2 separate regions of the Sus scrofa genome follow, and region 1 is linked to region 2. Evidence: chromatin contacts called from public HiChIP or PLAC-seq data. All regions are on one chromosome and are shown on one strand. The core of a region is the stretch at or near the end of the contact, and the rest is flanking DNA. Distances in the headings are between cores, read along the strand shown. Region 1 overlaps CMBL (carboxymethylenebutenolidase homolog). Region 2 overlaps ANXA6 (annexin A6).

Region 1 (3,538 bases), core at 742-3,241, 270 kb after region 2:
GGTGGAATCAGAGCCACCCCTGCTGGCCTACACCACAGCCACAGCAATACCAGATCCCAGCCTTACCTTTAGTCTATGCTGCAGTTTGCAGCAACCCTAGATCTGTAACCCACTGAACGAATCCACATCCTCATGGATACTAGTTGGATTCTTAACCCTCTGAGCCACAAAGGGAACTCCCTTTTCCACATAGTGTTATTTTGTTGTTGTTATGTCTGTCTGTATCATTCTTTCCTTTGTTACAATTGGGTTTGCTAGAGCTATGTCTATTTTATAACTTTAAAAAATCAGATTTCAATCTTTTTCTATTTTTTCCAGTTAATTTTCATCTCATTGTTTTCTCCTTTTGAGTTTATTCTATTTGTCCCCCCTCACTTCTTAAATTGGATTCTTACTTATTTCCAATCTTTGTTCTTATCTAATACATGTCATTAAAGAGGACCAGAAAATGTCACCCAAAATATGGCATTTTGGCGTATTGATTATTTTGAGCTGAAGGCAATTGAGAAATAGCAGGTGCAGAGTTTTTTTTTTTCCCTCCCCCTTTCTGCCTAAAATTAGGGCATCAGTCTCCTTAATCCACTGGATCGAGACCAGGGATCGAATCCACAACCTCATGGTTTCTGGTCGAATCTGTGAACCACTGAGCCACGACGGGAACTCCCCAGCTGCTTCCTGGCTTTTCACTTCTTTTCTACAAAGTCCTTGTGTACTTAAAGTTGAGAATATGAATTACCTGTGTAAGTGTTTTCTCCTGTTAATTTGACTTTTGTTAGTTACTTTCACAGGCCCGCAGGTGCTGCACCTAAGAGGGTAGGAAGACAGTCCAGGATACCGGTATTTCTCTCAGCACCAGTGCATTTCAACTTTGGCTCCACAGTGTTTTCATTGTAATTCAGTTCTAAACCTTTTGAATTTGGAGTTGCCTGGTGGCCTAGTGGGTTCAGGATCTAGTGTTGTCCCTGCTGTGGTGTGGGTTCGATCCCTGGCTTAGGACCTTCCACGTGCCGAGGGTGCAGCCAAAGGAAAAAAAAACAACCACCAACCTTTTGAATTTTTATCATTTCTTTGTTGTACGAATATAACACATTTTATATAAAATCTTTGTGTTGACTTGTAGGGTGGGTTAACATGTGGCAGTTTTGGAGTTCCTGTTGAGGCTCAGCGGTCCACAAATCTGACTAGGAACCACGAGGTTGCCGGTTCGATCCCTGGCCTCGATCCAGTGGATTAAGGATACGGTGTTGCCTTGAGCTGTGGTGTAGGTTGCAGACGTAGCTCTGATCCAGCATGGCTGTGGCTGTGGTGTCGTCCAGTGGCTACAGCTCTGACTTGACCCCTAGCCTGGGACCCTCCATATGCCAAGGGTTTGGCCCTAAATAGACAAAAAAGACAAACAAACAAATGAAAATTTGTTGCAGTTTTGGAGGCTGTTCACATCGACTTGAAAAGACTGCATATTCTCTAACTGCAAATGAAGAGATCTCTGTCTTCAGGTTCAACCTTCCCACTTTTTCCTTTTCGAGGGAACCTTCTTGAATTTTTTTAAAAGATCTCATTCGAGGGAGCTCCTGTTGTGGCTCAGTGGGTTACGAACCTAACTACTATCCATGAGGACGAGGGTTCGATCCCTGGCCTTGCTCAGTGGGTTAAGGATCCAGCGCTGCCGTGAGCTGTGGTGCAGGTCACAGACACGGCTCGAATCCCAAGTGGCTGTGGCTGTGGTGTAGGCCGGCAGCTGCAGCTCTGATTTGACCCCTAGCCTGGGAACTTCCCTTTTGGGGTGTGGTCCTAAAAAGCAAAAAAGCAAAAAAAAAAAAAAAAAATAGATTTAAAAGGTTTGCGACTCTGTCTCAGAATGAATTTATTTATTTGCACTTGTTGGGGTTTATCTCGGCCACACGATTTCGTGCTCTCTGGTTGGAAGCATGTCCGTGTTCTTCCCCTCCTCCATTCCTGCCTTCTGTTTGCGTGGTCAGGCCTGTTTGGGTCTCTTCCTCCTTTCTGTTCCCTCAGCTCTGCTGCTGCGTGTTTCTTTGGGCCGCTTCCTCCTGGCAGGCTCTTTTGGGTAAGCATGTCCTCGGTGGGAAGTGTTTTTCCAGCCTGGGTTGTGAACGTCTTGCTCTAAAGTAGATGTGCATTTGTCTCTGCCAGGTGCCCAGGGATGTCACGGCCCAGGGTCCCACTGCTGTGTCGGTTTCTCAGCCTAGGCATTCCTACTTCAAAAGGACGGTGCAGGAGTTCCCTGGTGGAGCAGCTGTTTAAGGATCCAGCATTGCTGCAACTGCGGCTTGGTTTCGATCCTTGACCCAGAAACTTTTGCCATGGGTATGGCCAAAAAGAAGAAAGAAAAGACCGAAAAAAAGGATGGTGCAGGAGGAGTTCCCTGGGTCCTTTATTGTCACTGCTGTCATGCGTGTTCGGTCCCTGGCCTGGGAACTTCCACATGCTGTGGGTGCAGCCAAACAAAACAAAAGGATGCTGCCAATTTGAACTGGTTTTGTTGTTGTTGAAGATTTTACATTCATTTATTATCCAGTTTTATTTTATTATTTTATTTTATTTTCTGTGGTTTCTTTTTTCCTTTCCTGGGCTTCCTTGCCATAGTCCTAGATCTGGTGGGCAGAGTTTTTCTTTTTCTTTTTTTCTTTTTCTTTTTTTCTTTTTGTTGTTGGTTTTTTATTTTCTTCACTAACCATGAACTGTTGAGGACTCAGACATAGTGTGTCTCATGGGGTCCCAGGGCCTCACTGGATATGGACCCCTGAGCAGCAGTTGTGCGAGCGCCTGTCTCTGGGTCTGGCCCTGTTACCGCCGGCATCCTGGCTCCCTCCCAGCTGCTCCTGCCATCCTGACCCTGGTTTTCAGTTTCCTCTTTGGTCCAGCTTGGGGAGTTGCCCCCTCCTTCTTCTGCACTCCATCATTTTAGTTTTTATTTGTTTTTTTTGTTGTTTTTTTTTTGTTTTTTTTTTTGTCTTTTTGCTATTTCTTGGGCCGCTCCCTCAGCATATGGAGGCTCCCAGGCTAGGGGTCTAATCGGAGCTGTAGCCACCGGCCTACGCCAGAGCCACAGCAACGCAGGATCCGAGCCGCATCTGCAACCTACACTGCAGCTCACGGCAACGCCGGATCCTTAACCCACTGAGCAAGGGCAGGGATCGAACCCACAACCTCATGGTTCCTAGTCGGATTCGTTCACCACTGCGCCACGACAGGAACTCCTGTTTTATTTGTTGGTTACATTCACTCAGGTATTTCTAGCATTTGTAATGGATTTTTTAAAAAGTATAGTTGATTTACAATGTTGTGCCAATGTGTGCTGTACAACAGAATGACCTGATCATATTATACATACATTCCCTTTCTTATGTTATCTTCCAACATGGTCTATCACAAGTGATTAGCTATAAGTTCCCTGTGCTATACAGCAGGACCTCATTGCTTATCCATTCTAAATGTAATAGTTTGCATCTGGAATTCCACTGTGGTTCAGCAGTAACGAACCCAACTAGTATCCATGAGGACTCAGGTTTGATAT
Region 2 (3,489 bases), core at 697-3,196:
TGATCCCTGGCTTGAGAACTTTCACATGCCACAGGTGCGGGCCAAAAAAAAAAAAAGAAGAAAAAAAATTACAAAGACAAAAAAAATGTGGTACAGATGACAGGAGCCCTCTAAAAGGAGGGAGCTCTGTCTTGCCACCCCACCCCCAGCCCTGTTGTGTGGCAGATATTATGATGTGTCATACACCCAGTCATGTCCACATTAAATTCCTGCAAGGGCCTGGTACCCAGTCAGTGCTTGATAATGTTTATTCAAATAAGGAGTCCCTAACACAGGTGTTCGTGGCTGTGGGGCAGGGTATCAGCAGAGCGAGAGGCTGCTAAGGGAGGAGGCAAGAGCAGAGGGCAGGAACGCTGTGCCCAGGACAGGGGCGACCGATGGCAGGGTCGCCCTTGTGGATTGGGGCCGACGCAGAGGGTGTGATGGACGGAGGAAGGCTAAGCATACAGGTGGAGAGATGACCAGGATGCTTGCGGAAGGAAGTAGAGAGATGATGCCACATAGCGTCACGAGGGTCACACCACCCAAAGCCTTGAAGCCAGGCTGAGAGCTTAGACGTTTTCCCAAGGAGAGTGGGCCCACAGGAGGGACACTCCCAGGCCATCGCAGCTGGGGGCAGGGACATTGAGGCCATCAGAGCCGTTTCACTCACTCTGCTCTTCTCCCTCTGTCCCTGCCAGGGCGACACCTCCGGGCACTTCCTGAAGGCCTTACTGGCCATCTGCGGAGGTGAGGACTAGGACCAGCAGCGCTGGCGGGCACCTCTGCCAAGAAGGGGTCAGCCACACACTCGCCTGATGACCCAGCCTGATGCTCCAGCTCCAGAGACTAAGGGTGGGGGAGGGGTCAGGGTGGGCTCTTATCTTCGGCTGGGGTTCAGGAAAGGCTCCCACTCCCACGATCCCCAGAGGGCCCGGCATGGTCACTCCTGCTCAGTCTGAGCGACGAAAGAACCATAGCCATTGATCCTGTCCCCTCCCATCTGCCCCCCTCACGCCTTCCCAGCTTCTGCCCCTTGTCACAGCCTCTGCCCTGGTTTGGGCTTTGTCAAAACCAAAAACATACTGAGCCTCTGTCTGTGAAGTGAGTGACGCGTGTGCTTTGCCTGGTGAGGTGGGGTGGCAGGTGCGGTTCTGGGGGAGGGAGGGAAGGAGGAGAATTGGCTTCCAGCCAAATGACAGTCCCCCCACCATGTCACCCCCCCACCACCACCGCTGATTAGAGCTCTGAACCAGGAGTCCCAATACCTGGGTTCACATTTGCATCTGCCACGTGTTTTCTTTGTGACTCCAGGCCAATCTCTTTCCTTCCCTGCGTCTCTATTTTCTTCTCCACAAAACGAGAGAGCGCAATGAAAAGACCCTGCCTTTTCCTCTAACAGTGACATTCTAGGATGTGCCTCCAAATCACTCCCTTTCCACTTCTCTCTTTATTTTTTTCATTATTTATTTACTCGGGGTTTTTTTTAGGGCCGCACCTGCAGCATATGGAGGTTCCCAGGCCAGGGGTCGAATCGGAGCTATACCCGCTGGCCTGCGCCGCAGCCACAACAATGCCAGATCCAAGCTACGTCTGCAACCTACACCACAGCTCACAGCAACGCCCGATTCTTAAGATTCTTAACCCACTGAGCGAGGCCGGGGATCAAACCTATGTCCTCATGGGTATTAGTCAGATTCGTTTCCCCTGAGCCACGATGGGAACTCCATGCACTTCTCTCTTTAAATAGTGAGAGACATCCAGACCCATGAACACATTTCCAGGACGGATCTGTGGTTTTGACCGAGAACCTGCAGCCTGGATTGTCCTCAGTAGAGCCGAGGTGTTAACCTGCCCAGGAGTGAATTCCCCTGGGAATCCTGCAGAAGGGTCTGAGCTTGGGTCCAGCCTGGGTCTCAGGTCCCCTCTCCGCCCCCTGCTGCGTAGACGTTTCTCTGTGCACTCTTCATTCATTTCAGCCGAGCCCAGACTTCCTCTTGAACTCTTCAGGGGCCCCGGATTCAGTCGTGATCTGGGGAAGCCCGTGGAGAATCTCCACTTTGTGATGATCAGTGATTAGCAGCAGGTCAGCTGCAGCTTGTGTGTCTCCCTCACCCCAAGCTCTGCTCCTGCTTGGAGATCTCAAGTTAGGCAGCCACCAGAGCGTGCTGGCTGGAGGGCTTTGCTCCCTGTCCCGGCTGGCCTGTCCTTTCCAGTCGTTCAGCATGCTTAGTGTAACTGCTGGGCTGGGAACGGGGCTGGGTCCGTTCTGGTGTGATCTGCCCCGGCCAGGTTGGACCTCGCTGTTTGAAAAAACCCTGTCTTCATCCCTGGTGTAATGAATCCGCAAGTAAGACAGTTACCTTGAGCCTTCCCCACTTCCTTCCCTCCAGCAGGCTGAGCCCAGACCCCGTGAAGGTCAGCTGACAGCTTGTTTGAGTCTTGCCCAACTTAATTTAACTGTTACCAAAGAGAAACTAATAATGCTTCAGAGCCTGGGGGCAGACCTTTGCTGCTAACTGCCCGTGAGCATGCCCTCCCTGAGCTCCCGGGTCAGCCAGGGTCCTGTTCCCCTGTGGCACAGCCTCTGCAGTCAATGAGATGATTCAGGGAAGTGCCAGGCAGGCACCTGCTCAGCTCTGAAGCAGCTGTCGGCACCACCTGCCCTGAGCCAGGCCCCGTTGTAGGAGTGGGGAGGTAGCTCCTAAGATATTTTCTTGAGCTTTGTTTTCAAGACGTCCTTAGCCACGGATCACAGAGGCATCCAAAGACAAATATGAAAGTGCCTTTAAAAACATGCACTAAGCAGGGAGTTCCCATCACGGCTCAGCGGTTAACGAACTAGCATCCATGAGAACTCAGGTTTGATCTCTGGCCTCGCTCAGTGGGTTAATGATCTGACGTTGCTGTGGGCTGTGGTGTAGGTTGCAGACACAGCTTGGATCCTGCATTGTTATGGCTGTGGTGTAGACCAGCAGCTACAGCTCCGATTGAACCCCTGGCCTGGGAACCTCCATATGCCGCGGGGGCAGCCCTAAAAAGACCAAAAAAAAAAAAATACACTAAGGGGGAGAAAATGCTCAGAGGTGGAAAGGAAAGAGCAATGGAATCTGGGGGATACTATGGGATGGACCCATGAAGCCAAGGGGAATTCACATGTGGAGAAAACCAGGAATTTCTAGAATTCCTGGAAACAGAAAGGAGGCTAGCTCCATGTATCTTCTAGCACAGGGGGCGCTCACCCTGTACCAGACACCCTGCTAATCCCTCAGCGTGTAGTTTTCACTTACATTTCAGTCAAGGTGTGTTACGATCTGGAATTGGTCAGGAGGAGATTGGAAATGGGAGTTTGCATCCAATGAGAGAGGACCCTGTACATCTAAGAGTTTATCGTATGACCCGGGGGCGCCTTTGGAGGTTCTTGGGTGGGGAAGGCAAGCAGCAAACTGCATTTAAGGAGAGCCTGGGAAGGAAGGGCGGCCCCTTGGGAGGCTATTACAACAATCCTGG

Evidence for each region. HiChIP or PLAC-seq counts read pairs in DNA pulled down with a chosen protein or histone mark.
Region 1: an H3K27ac HiChIP or PLAC-seq map of alveolar macrophages shows a contact between it and region 2. The contact joins two enhancer-like sites. A contact is called at or near these places in 2 of 47 Hi-C or Micro-C datasets (retroperitoneal adipose tissue and skeletal muscle) and 1 of 2 datasets of contacts at active chromatin or transcription factors (alveolar macrophages).

What each region holds. Positions count from the first base shown.
Region 1 is chr16:72,187,085-72,190,622 of Sscrofa11.1, forward strand. The region is part of intron 1 of CMBL (carboxymethylenebutenolidase homolog); the gene reads left to right. Among named protein-coding and RNA genes, the nearest start is that of CMBL, 18 kb to the left of the region's middle. Within about 2 kb of position 1,992, at least 2 of the 83 cell types and tissues checked have an H3K27ac peak or open chromatin away from gene starts, as enhancers often do. A contact at or near this core is called in alveolar macrophages, where this site is marked.
Region 2 is chr16:71,912,640-71,916,128 of Sscrofa11.1, forward strand. ANXA6 (annexin A6) reads left to right here. Exons shown (of 27, transcript XM_005672613.3): 27 at 681-1,084. The coding sequence ends at 740. Among named protein-coding and RNA genes, the nearest start is that of TNIP1, 33 kb to the right of the region's middle. Within about 2 kb of position 1,947, at least 12 of the 83 cell types and tissues checked have an H3K27ac peak or open chromatin away from gene starts, as enhancers often do. A contact at or near this core is called in alveolar macrophages, where this site is marked.